Linked DNA regions of Mus musculus: region 2 is linked to region 1. Evidence: chromatin contacts called from public HiChIP or PLAC-seq data. All regions are on one chromosome and are shown on one strand. Each heading gives the region's core, a stretch centred on a gene start, on an enhancer-like site or on the middle of the called end of the contact. The rest is flanking DNA. Distances are from core to core; before and after follow the strand shown. Region 1 has its middle 17 kb from the start of Gm3898. Region 2 overlaps Gm30373 (a long non-coding RNA gene).

Evidence for each region. HiChIP or PLAC-seq counts read pairs in DNA pulled down with a chosen protein or histone mark.
Region 2: a GR HiChIP or PLAC-seq map of the 3134 cell line shows a contact between it and region 1, with 6 times the contacts expected there. The contact joins two enhancer-like sites. A contact is called at or near these places in 1 of 15 datasets of contacts at CTCF or cohesin (the NIH/3T3 cell line), 2 of 484 Hi-C or Micro-C datasets (cerebral cortex and olfactory sensory neurons) and 1 of 115 datasets of contacts at active chromatin or transcription factors (the 3134 cell line).

What each region holds. Positions count from the first base shown.
Region 1 is chr9:43,843,104-43,851,031 of GRCm38.p6, reverse strand. No RefSeq gene overlaps it. Among named protein-coding and RNA genes, the nearest start is that of Gm3898, 17 kb to the right of the region's middle. Within about 2 kb of position 3,056, at least 11 of the 459 cell types and tissues checked have an H3K27ac peak or open chromatin away from gene starts, as enhancers often do.
Region 2 is chr9:43,942,024-43,949,951 of GRCm38.p6, reverse strand. All of the region lies in intron 1 of Gm30373 (a long non-coding RNA gene), which reads left to right. Among named protein-coding and RNA genes, the nearest start is that of Gm30373, 28 kb to the left of the region's middle. Within about 2 kb of position 2,686, at least 25 of the 459 cell types and tissues checked have an H3K27ac peak or open chromatin away from gene starts, as enhancers often do.

The DNA of each region.
Region 1 (7,928 bases), core at 1,807-4,306:
TGAGAGCTTGCCTTAAAAAATTCAAAACACCGGAGGCTAGCCTGGTCTATGTAGTAAGATGTTATCTAAGCAAGTGGACACCCACCCAAAACAAAACAAAAAGGCATTCATACACGTTTGAGAGAGAAAATCTTTCTTGCTCAGTAGCCAGAGCTGTCCTTTAATTCATAATCTTCCTGCCTCTGCCTCCTTAGCTCTGGATTACAGGTATGTAACACCATGCCTAGTCATTACTATTCTTTTTTTTTTTTTTTTTTTTTTTTTTTTTTTTTTTTTTTTTTTGTATGTTTGCTGGACTGGGCGTTTGGTTTTGTTTTGACATAGGTTCTTGCTATGTAGCTCTGACTGGCCTGGAACTTACTGTGTAGATGTGGCTGTTGTCTTTGAACTTGCTGTGTAGATGGGGCTGTCTTTGAACTCGTGTGCTCCTCTTGCTTCATCCCCAAGTGCTGTGCTTCCAGGCTCGTGATACTTGCAGGCATACCATTTTTTTTCAGTAACTTGCTCTGCCTGCTCGCATCCCCAGAACGCCTCCTGTCTGTCTCCACTCATCTGTCTCTCTGCGCACCAATCTTGGATTAGTGTTTTTCTATTTTGACGGAAGAAATCTGGCTGGTTTTCACATGCATGTGACAGAAATAGAATTATTGTTTTTTTGGTTGTGTCCTGGGCTCTGCCTTCCACATTAGCAGCGGCTCTTTGAGTGGGAAATCAAATGGACGCTTCTCTTTGGTTTCTTGTGTCTTACACACACCAGTGGCTCCGGGAGGTGTCTGCTGGCCTCCGCTGTGAGTGTTAATTCTGTTGTGTTCAGAAAGCAGCACTCCAAAGTGCAGAGCTCAGACACACTGAGTACTTTGAACAACAACAACAAAAAAGCCATCTTACAACCAAGTCTCCTCAAACCTTTCCCACTTCCTCCTTCTCCCAAGGAAAGGGTTATCCCTAAAGTCCAGTATCTGCCCTAGCCTGTGTCCTCTAGAGCATGACCTTACAGGACAGGATCAGAGGTGACCTTGGTCCAGAGCTTTGATAGGCTTTGGCCCAGGCTACTAGCTATTTTTATTCACTCAGTTCCTCTAAACGCTTCTCCCTCTCTAAATTACCAGCCTGCCTCTTGAGATGGGTGTACACACTCTTCAGTCTCCCTGCTTGATCCTCCCCTCTGGTGATACCTCGTGGAGCAGGCTTGAGCCTTTTCTCTGCGAAGGTTTGAGCTTCCAGAGAGCATGGGGAACATTTCCTTGGCCTCAACAAAAACCATCTTTTAGTCTTTTTTTTTTTTTTTTTTTAAATTGAGACACTATCTCATGTAGCTCAGGTTGGTATTGAACTCACTATGTAGCCCAAGCTGGCATTGGGTTCTGAGCTCCTTAACCTCCTGCGCCCACCTCTCGAGCGCTGGGAGTTCAGATATGCATGCCGTGATGCTGATCTCGTCCTCCTCTTTATTGTTTAGACAGAGTCCCTCTATAAAGTCCAGGTTGGCCTGAGACTTTTTTTTTTAATATTTATTTATTTCATATATGTGGTGTTTTCCCGGCATGCATGTGTGCACCACATGTAGAGGTAAGAAGAAGGAATCTTCAGAACTGGAGTTAACCGACAGTTGGAAGAGCTTCCAGTGCGCGGAACCACTGAGCCATCTCTCCAGCCCTGGGACTTGCTCAGGCTAACTGTCAGCTGTTGGCAGTGTTACCTCTGTCTCCCAAAGCTGGGATTAAAGGCAGGCACCATCATGTCTAGCTCCATTCTTGGTGGGTCCTGGTGGCCCACAGCTGGGCAGAAGCTGGCTGGAGTCAACCAGAAGCCCCTGTTCCATCTTTGTTCGTGTCTTCACTTCTGAATCTTGAGATGTCTGTGCTGCCCATGTAATATAGAGGAGGCCGGGCACTGTTAAATTGAGGGGTGCTCCTGGAACACAGGCTCCATATCTGATCAGTCACCCAGGACTCCAGTTCCTTGTTCAGGAAATGCATACACATGTGAGCCACACTGAGTTTGTGTTCTGCTGCTGCTGCTGCTGCTGCTGCCGCCGCCGCCACCACCGCCGCTGCTGCATTTCAGACTAGGTACCTCTAAGGTTAGCCACAGAACTGAGACTGGCTACAAATGTTTTTAAAGCAGCAGGGCTTGCTTCTTGTATTAGAAACTTGAGTCAGGTGTGATGCCTAGAACTATGGCAGCTACCTTGTGACCATGAGGGTAGCTAACATAGAAGCAGTGCAGTCAGGGAGAGGCTGAGAGAGCAAAACTGTGTAAAACTGAAACAAAATTCTCTCTCTCTCTCTCTCTCTCTCTCTCTCACACACACACACACACACACACAAACACACTCACAGAGAGTGGGAGAGAGAGAAAGACAACAGTAATGTAATTCACCTGTCTTTAATCAACAGAAATAAAGCTAATAAACTCTTTTTGAACATGTAATTAAGGAAAGTTTTTACAGTAATTGCTACTAAGTCAGGAGCTTCTAACATTGAGTGTGCGCTACTGTGCTCTTAAATAAAAGCCTTTACATTTGTCTCTACTCCATTGTGTTTTCAGTTTCCGTAATTGTCCGTCATCGTTTGCACCTATACCTGGTTGCCAGTGTCGCTGTATGAGATATTCCTAGGTCCTCTTTCATTCACAAACGTTGTTCAGCTCAGCATCTTCTTTCAGGGAAGAACTGAGTCCTAGCCACTGCTGGGGCAACGTGGGCTGCAGAGTGAGCCCCAGGCCAGTCTGGAAACTTAGAGACCCTATTTCAAAATGAATAAGTGTGTATGTGTGTGTGTGTGTGTGTGTGTGTGTGTGTGTGTGTGTGTGTGTGTGTGTAGGGGAAAGGTGTGGGGATAGAGCACGGTGCAGAGGGTTGCTGAGGATGCTCAAGGCCTGGGAAAAACGTAGGTGAGAGAGAAAGCTTGGTGCTCAGCCACACCACACTGGGTAGTTCTCAGTGCCAAGGAACAGATGTTCTGAGTCACCTCTCTACGTCATGAAGCCCTCGTTTCTCTGTGCTGCTCCCATCTGGGCAAGGACACAGTGACTGTGACACATGCATGAAGGTAGAAGCTGTAGTAGGACAAACTGTACTAAACCTGGGAGTTCCCAGGGCTGTGTATGTGTGTGTACTGTTGTAGCCGGGCCTCTGTGTGTGTGTGTGTGTGTGTGTGTGTGTGTGTGTGTGTGAGTGTTTGTGTGTGTGTGTGTGTGTGTGTTTGGCTTGAGCAACTCTTTACTCATTGGGGTCTTGAGGTACTAGCAATTCGGGAGAGGAGATTCACTGACAATGCTTCCCTAAGGGGAAATATTCCTGCTTTCTACTTAGTGCTGTTCGCCTGAGCCTGTCTCTCCCCTCCTGGCATGGCTTAGGTCCCTTGGTGGTCCCTGAGGAAGAGGCTGGTGGGACTCCTAGTCCAGTATTCAGTCACTGTGATGGCCAGCCCCTCCAGGCTATGGGCAGGTGTGAGAAATTAAAGACAGGAAGTGTGGGGCATTGCTCATATGTTCTCAGAGTCCTAGCCACCAGTGCCATAAGGGACAGCCACTTGGAACTGGACTGGCCTAGACAATTCATTGCCCTTAGGAGAAAAAGTCTATAATCTGGGAACTCTGGGTCCTAAAATATGGCTATAGAGACTTGGCTAGCTCCAAGCTCTGAAGGGTCAGCACAAGTTACTGTGTGGTCCAAATTGTTGGAATCCACAGGGGACCTGCCCATGATACCTAAGATGGGGGCTGCGGTGAGCGGGAAGAAAGGTTTTGGGTTTGGATCTGGAGGCAAGTTGGAGGTGCTGAAAAATAGAGGTAGATGTCACATAGGGTCAACTCTGATGCCTCTTTCATAACTCGATGGTTCAGCATAGCTGATGTTAAGCCTGGGAGGCCAAAGTGGAATCCAGAAGTGCCTGTGAAAAATGCAAAGCCTACATATAGTTGTGGAGGTGGTAAATCTTTATGGATTCTCCCTATCCACCCTCTGTATGAGTTCCCTCAGGCATCATGCCCATAGCCACTTTGAAGCTTGCCCTGTGTGGGGCACTAGAGGGAAGAAAGAGTCTCAGAGGACCCCAGGTCTGAGTGGGGATCCTCCAATGTAGGAGAAGCTGCTTCCTGGACTGACCCACAGTGGAGTGGCAGGAGGTAAAGGGTGTGTGTGTGTGTGTGTGTGTGTGTGTGTGTGTGTGTGTGTGTGTTGATAGCACTGTCTTGTGGATGCTAAGGGGATGAGCAGAGCCCAGGGAGACTGGTAGATGTTCAGGAGGATATGGCCCTACGTACAGTGGGTAGCTGATCCCAGTGCAGAAGTCTTCTGGGGGTTGGTTCTGGGTTTTCATGCTAGAGTTCTAGAGACAGGAGCAAAGAGGAGAGAGAGAAGAGGTTAGGGACAGCAGGTGCCTTCCACACTTAGCAATTCCTTAGCTCATTTCAGCTCATGGAGCTTTTTCAAGATACCCAGAAGTGGTCCTCACTCTCCCCCTCCGCAGGCTCAAGGAAGGTCACACAGGCGAATGGTTTGGTCCGCCCTCGCCTCTGCACCTTTGGCAGGGGAGCAGATAGAAGAGCCACCTTCCCCAGGGAAAGATATAGGTGGCAATTAATTTTAGAGACCTTGAAGGGATCTTCACACAGCTCCTTACCACCCTGAGTCCTGGAGAGGACATCTCCGGATTTCTCTCAGCCTTATCTGAAGTCTCTTTGTGGCTTCCCTGAGACGCTCATCTTGAGGGACTGCTTTTTGTTCCTGGGTGTGGAGGCTGGGTTGCCCTTCCTGGCCTTCCCAGTAGGGGGCGCCCTCGCACCTGGCCTCCAGCTACTGTTTCCAAGATCCCATAAATCTCCGAGTGGGAATAATAGATCCCTGCGTTGCCCTTTAAAAACAATGGAAAGGGCCTTGGACCCATGACTGGATACTTGCTGAATCTGGGAAGGGCCCCCAGTCCCCTCTTCCAGGCGTACAACTCCTGGCCTCCTTGGGAACTGATCGTAAGAGTTAGACCATTCCAAGCCAAAGGAGAGCCTGGACCCTTTCACTCTCCAGGTCCGGAAAGAAATTAGTTCATTTAAAGCTGCCCAGGGCTCCTGGGAGCAAAGGGAACCTCCAGGAAGGGAAGGAAGCCCTCTCAACGTTTCAGCACAACCCTACTCAGAGAGCTGCTCTTTGGGGCAGCGCTGCTTCCCCTCTGCCTCCCGCCCACCGGCCCTGTGCCTGGCCCTCCTGTAGTCAGCACGTTTGGAAGCTCAGTGGAGTCTGGAGCCAGCTGGAGATGTCCGGAGGCAGGGATTTTTCTGGTCATTTTCTCTCTCAAGGTAGACCCCTCAATGTAGTCCACGATCCAGCTACTGAAGCAGCTACTGCTGTCCACGACTGGGGGATGAAAGAAAGGGGTGGGAGAAAGTGGACTACGGAGGTAGGATGGGAGTGGCAGAGGGCGGGGCTGAGCCCACACCGGGGTGGGGGTAGTGGAGATGGTGGTGAAGGTCTTGGGGTGCAATGTTGTGTGGCTGGCATGGCAGCTTCCTGCCCCCCTTCTCTGTTGAGATTGACACCCGCGTTAGCATAACAAAGGCCCAGGTTTCTGGCCTTGCATCACCTCTTGTGGCGGGAGGCTACTAACAAGAAAGCCGCTAACTAGAGCAACAGCCTTCACAGCCTTCATGGTTGTGAGCAGCACCAGTCTAGTCCTTGGACAACTGGTGCTGGGGTTGGAATTGGGGTTTGTAGAGTCAGGAAGCTGAGAAAAGAAGAGGTACAGGTGAGATCCTGTTGTGGGGAGCCTCTATCCCAGGGCATCAGGGAGCAGTATCAGAGGAGGAGAGGTAGGAGCCAGGGAGGATGGAGGGGACCATCTGTGGCCAGTGCTGGGCACAGGATCCACCTACCTTTTTTCGAGGTAGGTGGATCCCAGGCAGAGCTTAAGATGGCAGCGCGGGACAGTGTGGCTTGGTACTAAGCCACATCCCATCTTCAAACTGAGATCAGTCATGTGGTATAGCTAGGACAGGCTGAGGGGCATAGGCTAGCTTCGTGGCTCTCCATTCTGCCATATGATCCTTCACTTCCCAAGCCGGGTTACTGGCTTGGTAAAACAGGGCCACAGCACCTCACAGGAAACAGCGAGTGGCCACATTTGGCTGCACCGCATGACTTCTGAGGTCTTGCAGTTCTGTGAAATTATACTGTGCGCCTTCCTAAGGAGGGTTTGAGGCAGCGAACCTGTTATTTTGCAAATGAGACAACAAGCTTCCTGAGGCTGGGGGACCTACCCGAGTCATATCGTCCCTGTGTGGTCCCTGGAGTTCCCTGATGTTTCAAGTCAAGAACAGTTTCACAAATGGCCGCTCAGCCCTACCACGTTTCACCCATCCAGACATCATCATCCCCTAGGGGACATGGGATGGCCTTGTGGGAAGGTGAGAACCAGTCTCACATGTGGGAGCCAAGCTAAAGACTTGGTTAATCCAGCATTGAGGGGATATGACCAAGCAGGGGTGATGGAGGGCTTTGTCATGGCCACTACATTCTTGGAGGTTCAGAGAATGAGTTGAACCTTCACATGGCTTGGGGGACAGAAGGGGGGATTTCTGGGACAGCAGCAGGCTTATCCCTCTACACACTAACTTCCATCTCTAACACTGTCATGTGAAAGGACCTAAATAGTGAGGTTAAGAACAGTAACTTATCAGGCACCTGTTGTAAGACAGGCACAGTCCACTTGATGCCTGCATTCTCTCCTGTTACCCACCCAACAGCCCCACAAGATCAATACTAGCTCTATTGAAGATGTACCATTACTCTAGTGCAGAGAGGTTCAGTGCCTTCTCCAAGTCCACAGAGCCTACTAGGGACTGGCTGTGTTAACGTTACAGTTACAGTGCGTTTTCTGAACCCACAGCCCAGGGATCATTCAGGCACGCTCAGCCCAGGCTGTGGCAGCAAGAATCTGGCTGACCTGGTGCTTCCCAGGGTGGGAGCATGGAGGACCCGGGCCTGTCAGGGAGAGTTACAGTCATGGGGAGGGTTGCTCTGACAGATCTTTGATGGGGGTTGGGGGGAGCCCGGCTTTGATCTCCTTTTGAAGTTCTGGCACTAGGACCAGTGACTTCAGTGGGGAGAGTGTGTGGGGAGGGGGGAGATGAAAGGGTGGGCTGAGGGGGGAGGGCATAGAGGGAGGGGTCTAGGGGAGGGTCAGGAGGATGGAACAGATGTGTGAACAAGAGGAGGGAAGTCCAGCAGCTGGGAGAGAAGAGAGGCTGTGGGAAAGTGGCGGGGTGGGGGGTGGAGGAACATTACTGAAGGTAGGCAGGGACATTGTCAGAGCAAGGCCTGGGGAGAAGAAGGCAGAATGGCGGGCGGGGGGGGGGGGTGGGGGAGGGGGGAGGGGCAAGAGAGAGGGAACTAAGATGGAGGTTGTGGAGCCCTCATTTTCTATATCTTCTGGGCTCAGAGAACAACATAGAGGTACCCCTGCTTCCCCAGACCCCAAGTCATAAGTCTCCCAGGCAGAGGTTCTCAAGCTGGCTCAGCCTGAGCCTCCTGGAAGGTACCAAATGTTCCCAAGGAAGGAGGGGAGGAAGGGAGGGAGGGTCTCATCCTGAGACGTCTATTAGGGGTCTATGGCCCAGGCCTGTGCCCAGTCAAGGCGGGGGGGGGGGGGAGGGGAGGGGATGTGCCCGTGCACCTGTTCCTGTCTGACATTCCAGTTTGGGCTGTGGGGCTACCTCAAGGCATGCATGTGAGAACGTGGCAGGAAGGGGCTCCGAGGCAGAGAGGGCCAAGTCCCAGCTGCACAGATCCCTCCTCCCCAGGCTACTCCACAGCTCATCCTTCATGTACACCCCACCCCCTCCTCTTTCGATCCTGTTTGAGCTCTCCTCAGCTGGGCAGCTCCGCCCTTGCCCAGCGCATCCTAGTTCAGCTCCTCCAGGGCAAGGGCCTC
Region 2 (7,928 bases), core at 1,437-3,936, 99 kb before region 1:
CTGGCGTTCCCCTGTACTGGGGCATATAAAGTTTGCAAGTCCAATGGGCCTCTCTTTCCAGTGATGGCCGACTAGGCCATCTTTTGATACATATGCAGCTAGAGTCAAGAGCTCCGGGGTACTGGTTAGTTCATAATGTTGTTCCACCTATAGGGTTGCAGATCCCTTTAGCTCCTTGGCTACTTTCTCTAGCTCCTCCATTGGGAGCCCTGTGATCCATCCATTAGCTGACTGTGAGCATCCACTTCTGTGTTTGCTAGGCCCCGGCAAACACAGAAGAGACAGCTACATCTGGGTCCTTTCAATAAAATCTTGCTAGTGTATGCAATGGTGTCAGCGTTTGGATGCTGATTATGGGGTGGATCCCTGGATATGGCAGTCTCTACATGGTCCATCCTCTCATCTCAGCTCCAAACTTTGTCTCTGTAACTCCTTCCATGGGTGTTTTGTTCCCAATTCTAAGGAGGGGCATAGTGTCCACACTTCAGTCTTCATTCTTCTTGATTTTCATGTGTTTAGCAAATTGTATCTTATATCTTGGGTATCCTAGGTTTGGGGCTAATATCCACTTATCAGTGAGTACATATTGTGTGAGTTCCTTTGTGAATGTGTTACCTCACTCAGGATGATGCCCTCCAGGTCCATCCATTTGGCTAAGAATTTCATAAATTCATTCTTTTTAATAGCTGAGTAGTACTCCATTGTGTAGATGTACCACATTTTCTGTATCCATTCCTCTGTTGAGGGGCATCTGGGTTCTTTCCAGTGTGCAAGGCAATCTTATCTGAGACAACTGGGCCTTGTCTGCTTGTCCCTCCTCTGGCATGCCAGTCTGATGGATTGCATGGTATTGTGGGGTTCTAAGAACGGATAGAAAGCTACAAGGTCTCTAGTGTCCTGGCCTTGCAACTGGCCTGCTGCCATCTCTGCTGAACTCTGTGGACCTATTTAAGGGTTTTTTTTTTTTTTTTTTGGTGAAGTTCTTGTCCCTGTCACCATTGCCATTGTCATCACTGTTGGGTTTGGGGGAGGGAGAATAGAGGTGAGTCAAGAAAACGAGGTGCTGAGCCAAATTGTACTCCAGAGACAGCAGTCATCACAGCAGGGAGAGGGCCTCAGTGAGTGCCTTCAACCCCTCCAGACACAAGGTGTCTGTCTCCTCTTAAAGGTTTCTGGGGGGAGAAGGGGGAGAGAGGACCTCCATCAAGGTTGAAGAACCAGGCTGAATTAATTCATAACATAGGTACTTGACAGAGGTGGGCAGAGGGGCCCTCACGATAGGGTCTGTAGCAAGGACCACAGTTTTTTAGATTGGGGTTGTGGGGCCTGATTCATATATGAGCTGTAAGGACTTGACGATAGCAAGAAGCCTGAATGTGTTTCTTTCCTGCTTATGGTGGGGGTGGCCAACTTTCTCAGTAGCTGTGAGGAAGAGGATGAGGGGGAGGGGAGGGGGAGGGGGAAGAGGGAGAGGGAGAGGGAGGGAGAGAGAGGGGGGGAGGGAGGGGGAGGGGGAAGAGGAAGAGGGAGAGGGAGAGGGAGGGGAAGGGGGAAGAGGGGGAGGAGGAGGGAGAGGAGGAGGAGGAGGAGGAGGAGGAGGAGGAGGAGGAGGAGGAGGAGGAGGAGGAGGAGGAGGAGGAGAGCCTAGGTTCTGGGGGCCCTCATGGTCATCGTCACCACTGTGGCATATCTAATGTTACTAAGGGCTTTCAGTATGTCAGGTCCCTTTTGAAACCCCACGCAAACAACAGCAAGATTAAGCTACAGAAGAACCGTATGAAGTCAATTGTACTTAGGACAACAGGTTTGGATCCAGATGGTCTAACTCCATTGGAGGTCTGACCCTCATTGCTTAGGCTATGTGGGCAGCTGCAGTCTGCCCTATGCCTGTCTAAGGCCCCCTGGAAGCGTGAGCCGTGTGCTGCATGGGAAGACACTGGATACTCCTGGGAAGGGGTCGTTGGATGTGTGCGGCTGCGAGGCAAATAGGGAATGGAGGAAAGATGCACGAGCAGAGAGCCTCTGGGTCGGGCCTCCCTTCCCAGGAAGTGATGCATCATCTAGCTACCCAACAGCCATTAACTCTCTCATAGGGCTTCTTTCTGCTGGGTTGTTTATCATGCCCAAGGGCGTGAAATTGATTCCAGAAAGCTTGTCCGTTTCCTCCTGTTCTTCCTGCAGAGGGGATAGAGTGGGGTTTATGTGCACAAGGGCTGGCCAGGATGAGGGACATGCCTGGGGTATCTACATGTGGGTATATTTCTCCAGAGACCTCAAGAGCACCATCCCAGTGTCTGAGGACATACACTGTGCACGTCCCCGGGGCTGGGGCTGGGGCTGGGGCTGGGGCTGGGGGTGGGGGTAGGGGTAGGGGTAGGGGTGGGGGTGGGGGTGGGGGTAGGGGTGGGGTTGGGGGTGGGTGAGCAGCCAGAGCTGCCACCACTCTTACTTACTCCTCTCATTGCTATGATAGAGTGCTTGAAAGATGTGACTTAAAGGGAAGAGGATTTATTCTGGTTCGGGATTAGACAGGCTGTAGTTCATCATGGCGGGGGACTCATAGGAGAGGGAATGGGTTGCAGCTGCAGTCACAGCAGCTTGCTCACATCAAAAGGAATCAGGAGGTAGAAAGAGGGCCAGAGGCACACCAGCTATAACCCTCCAGGTCCGTCCCACATTCCCCAGTGACTCACTTCCTCCAGCCAGGCCCCATCAGGTTGCACAGATCCCCAAGCCCATCTGAAGACCCATATTCAGAGATGTGAGCCCAGAAGGGACATGCGTTTCCAGACCACGGTGGACCAGCTGCACTGAAGGAGGTGTTACAGGGTCTCTTGCCAGGCAGAGGTGGGGAACCAGTGAGTGGCCAGAGGGCACACCTGTGGCACTTTAGGGGATATTCTTAATGGGGGCTACAGTGCTTGGAGCTATGAATGAGAACCTGGGGGCTGATGGTGGGAAAGGTAGGCAAAGTGTCAATTATATCTACATATGCTGCTCTTGGAGTAGTCTCCCTCTCCCTCTCCCTCTCCCTCTCCCTCTCCCTCTCCCTCTCCCTCTCCCTCTCCCTCTCCCTCTCCCTCTCCCCCTCCCCCTCCCCCTCCCCCTCCCCCTCCCCCTCCCCCTCCCCCTCCCCCTCCCCCTCCCCCTCCTTGTCTCTCTGTCTCTCTGTGTCTGTCTGTCTTCCTCCCCCCTCTCTCCCTCTCTCTCTCTCTGTGTGTCTCTCTCTCTGTGTCTCTCTGTCTCTCCCTGTCTCTTTCTTTGTGTTCATGTGTGTGGATGGGGTCTCCTGTGGCCCAGGCTGGCCTCAAACTTAATAAGTAGTTAAAGATGATCTTGAACTCCTAATCCTCCTGTTTCCACCTGCAAGTGCCGGATTTTAAGGAAGACACCACCATGGGACACACCATCATGCCTGGTCCTCAGCCTGGGTCCTGCTAAGCTGGGGTTCTATAGGAGACGGGAGATGTAAGGATAGAGAAGATGTGGCCTAAGTCTTATGGATCTCAGAGTGCTGCGTATGTGTGCGTGTATGTGTGTGCGTGCGTGCACCTGTGTACCTGTGCACATGCGTGTGCATGCCTGTGTGCGTGCCTGTGCGTGTGTGTTGGGGGATGGGGTACCAGAGACTGAAATAGAAGTCCATGCTCTTGAGAAGACTGACAAAAGGAAGCCATGAGCAAAGTTCCCAGGCCCCAGAGTGAGGTAGCCATTAAAAGCAAGGGCTGCCCAGCCTGGGTCATCAGGATGAAGAGCTCCTTAGGGATTGAGCAGCCCTCCACGTCAGTCAGTGCTGTGGTCTGGACACATCCCCCACCAAGTCTGCATGGTGAAACTCTAATGCCCTCACAAATGGGCTTAATACCCTCATAAAGGAGGCTCACGGAGACCCTTTATCCCCGGTAGACGGCACAAGGACACAGCTGGAAGGTGCTGTGGCCCCCTCAGCCCCCTCACTGGTCATCACATCTGCCAAGCTCTTCATTTGGTTCTTCCCAATCTTCCAGCGCTGTGAGACATAAATGTCTGATGTCTATAAGCCTCCTAGCCTATGGTACTTTGTTACCGCAGCCTGAATGGACTCAGGGTTTAGAACTGTGGTGATAGGAGCCAATTCTAACTGCCAAGGCAGAAAATGACTTTATTTGACAAATTCTGGGTGCCTCATACACTTACAGGGAAAGCTGGAGAGGCTGAGATCCCAGTGTGGAGGTTAAGCTGGCAGGCACCGTGCCCACTCTGCACAGAGCCAGACCATGGGGAGCCTGCAAAGGCCACCACTGTCCCTCCAGGCGCCAGCGGAGCCTCTGTCCTGCTGTCAGCACCCCGCTGACTAACTTCCAGGCCAAGAGCTTAATCTTGACATAACATCTACCTCAACTGCCAGAAACTTCCATTACTTCCCCTGCCAAGAGTGATGGATTCTGGGCATTGTCCCCTTGTTCACATTCCTTCCTTCTGGAGCCAGGCATTGCCTGATGAGTCAATCTGAGCAGTGGGGTCTAAATCACTGTCTGAACTCCAGCTGAAATGGAGACTGGAGAGTCAAGCTTCCGCTTTCTATCTTGGGCAGGCGTGAGTCATGAGGTAGACTCTACTCCCAAACCTCAGAAAGATGTTTGCAGCTCAACCAGGAAGCGCGGTATGGTCCATTGCAAGGATGCTGAGTCCTCAGATAGACAAGTCCCTTACCCCTTGCTACCAGTGAACTTCAGCTCTGCCTGGGACAAAGTCGGCAGGCATTCCGTACTTTACAGTGATGGTGAGGTGGGTGATGGCCTCACTGCTGGGCTATGCAGTCTTTCTATTTTTGGATCTCCCTGGAAGCTTTCCAACCTCTGGACAGCTCTTTGTGTTATGTGTGGGTTGGTCTTGCCACATGGCCTGTGATCTGAACCATCAGTCTGATTCTCTGCTCTTTGGAGGTCAGGCGACAGCCTGGCTCTTAGAATTGGGCAGAAAGGAACTGTGCTGGCCTAAGAAGGGAAGGCTGAAACCAACATGGTCAATGATTAAAAGGTGCATTGATTTAAGCATTGCCTCAGCACCGGATCTCCTGTGATGTCAGCAAGGCCTGTCCATCAGGTACCTCACCCCATTTGCTCTTCTCTAGCTTTGTTCTGATGTCTCCTCGGGATGCAGGCTGTGTGCACACAGCTGGCTCCATCCCCAGGACCTGAACAACCCAATGGGACTGACTCAGATTCCTCTCCTCACCAGCATTTGGTGTGATGCAGAGTGTGAAGCCAGTGTGAAGTGAGCAGTCTTATGGGTGGGGGGTAGAGACAGACTTTTCTGCTCCTCTGAAAATTCAGATCTTAGAGTTGCTATCTTCCAGGTTTATTGTTAGGGATGGATCCAAGGTCCATCTTATCCCAGTTGTCTCCTGGGTCTAGTAATAGGTTGTCATATGCACGTGAGAGAGCCATAGAGGAAACACACACAAATATACACATACACACATATGCATATACACATACATACACAGATACACAGACACACAGACTCACACAGAGACACACACTCAGAAACAAATAGACACACACACACACACACACACACACACACACACACACAGAGGAGCCTTCCTTTGAAGTAAGTTCTATTCCTCGCAGACCCCAGCATCTGGCTGGATAAGGATTCTCAAAGAGTAGGTGTCCCATGGCTTTATTGTCTCAGAGCACAGACACATTCAGGGAAGTTTTAAGCTGGCTACCAACACTTGGAACTCAGCTGGAAAGAGAGCCAGAGTAGAACAGGAGGATGGCAGGGCATGTCACCCCAGGGCACTGTCTTCAAGGACACCCAGATGGGTGGGACAGGCTTCCTGTTCTCTTGTTCCACCAGGCCAAAGTCCTCCTGAGGCTGGGTGTCAGCGAACTCTTGCATGTCTGTGATTCCAAATGGCACATTGGTTGTTGAGGACATTGTTGTGTCTCCAAACACCATTCCCTGCTTCCACATTATTTAAAGAGGAGGGAGGGCCTTGTGTTCCAGAGGGCTCCAAACTTCTCCCTGTTTCCCTGGGAGGGGAGCTGGGAGGAACATAAATAAGACAATTTATTCAGAGAAACCATCTCCCCTATTTACATTTAAATTGAATAATTTAAAACACCTTTACCCATTTCCATAAATTATCCCCTTTGGACGGGCAGCCCAACTGTGAGGAGGGGTTGCCATCCTGGGAAAGGCCTAATTACATTCCCGCTACAAGGCGGGCATGGGAGGGGCAGTGTGCAGAGGCAGGGGCTAGAGATTTGAGGAGGGAGCCGCCTATGCAGGCACATGCTGCTCTTGGAGCTGGTAGGATGGAGGTGGCCAGGAGACGTGAAAATGAGGTCCCTTTAAGAGCTTATACACAGAAAGATTAGTCATTTTGGCTCATCTGGTAAAGGTCCTGTGGCCACGTCTGGCAACCTGAATTCAATCCATATGGTAGAAGGGGAGACCAGACTCTTACAAGCGGTCCACGGACCTCCACAACTGTCCTGCCTCCCATACAAAATAAATTTAAAAAAAATTGTAAAGAGTGAAAAAAACTCCAAAATTTTCTTTTCCTGGGAACAATGACACTGGAAATAAACTCTCACAAAGGATACCACCCAAAGTTTGGCCTTGTGTCATCCGTGGAGTCTTGACAACTCCCACAGACACATCCTCGGTGCCCTGTGAAGAAGGAAGATCTGAGTTTCTTTTCGGCTTTTCCTGAAACCAGTTACTTGCCAGGCTCTGGGCTGAATGCTGGGGACCCAGGTGTCACTCTGTCCTGAGCTTCAGGGTCTCCAGGGCTGTGCGCTTAGAGCAGAGGTGAGACAGACAGGGTGGGAGAGCAGCATGGGTGCACAGGTGCAGCATGGATGTATGGATGCCTGGGTACTTGGGTGCACAGGTTCAGCACAGATGCATGGCTGCGTAGATGTAGCACAGATGCAGCACGGATGCACGGATGCATGGATGTGGATGCACAGAGGCATGGGTGCATGGGAGCTGCATGGACACAGCATGGATGCACAGGTGCACGGATGCAGCATGGACACAGCATGGATGCACAGGCATGGCTTTTGAAATGGCTGCTCAACCCCAGGAGGTTCTGACACGTAAGCCCCAGGAAAGGCTACAGTGAAGCAGGGAGCCTCTTAACCTAAGAAAAAGGGGGATAGAGTGACATTTAAAGGACTAGTGACAGACTGGGAAGGTGCAGGGGCCTACAGGGGGGTAGGTGGCTGGATTTATCTCTTGGAAGAACTGGAGGGGGGCAGGAAACAGAGCTGAAGCCCAAGCTTGGTGACATTGCCACAGAGCTATTTTCAGAGTAGCTTGAGGTAGAGCATGTGTGGGCACAGTGTGGGCACTTGACCCTTTGTCATTGATCCCATTTGGGTCCATTAGGATGGAAACTTCCCTGGTGACTAACTGCCCCTGGATGCCCACCCTCCAACAGTCTCACCAGGGCCTGAGGGTCTTTCCGGGCCCTGTGGATGCAGAGGGCACCCTGTCTCTTGGCATGTGCCAATTTAAGTCACAAACTCTGTGGGTCCATCTGCTTTTAGAATCTCTTGTGTAACATACCCTGTCCCTTCTGCCTGACTAGATGTGAGAACCACCCACTGGTTCCACGGATCCCCAGGATGTCCTCCCAGACATGGCTTTCCTGGAGCCCCTGTCTTCTGTGCGTGAGGGTGACAGCCCCGTGGGATGGTGCTCTCCCTGATTAAGGCGTTGGGATGGAGGGTGAGCTGTGTGGTGACTTGGCTTGAAGAAGAGAACAGTGTGGGACAGTCTTGCAGGGAGGCTGGTGACAGGCTCTTCCATGCTGTGGCAGGTCTGTGTGTTGTTTAACAGATGTGGAAACTGAGGCTCTACGCCTGGGAGCCAGGGCTTGATCTGAGCCACTTGGCCCTGACACTGCTGGCAGCTGAGCTGTGTGG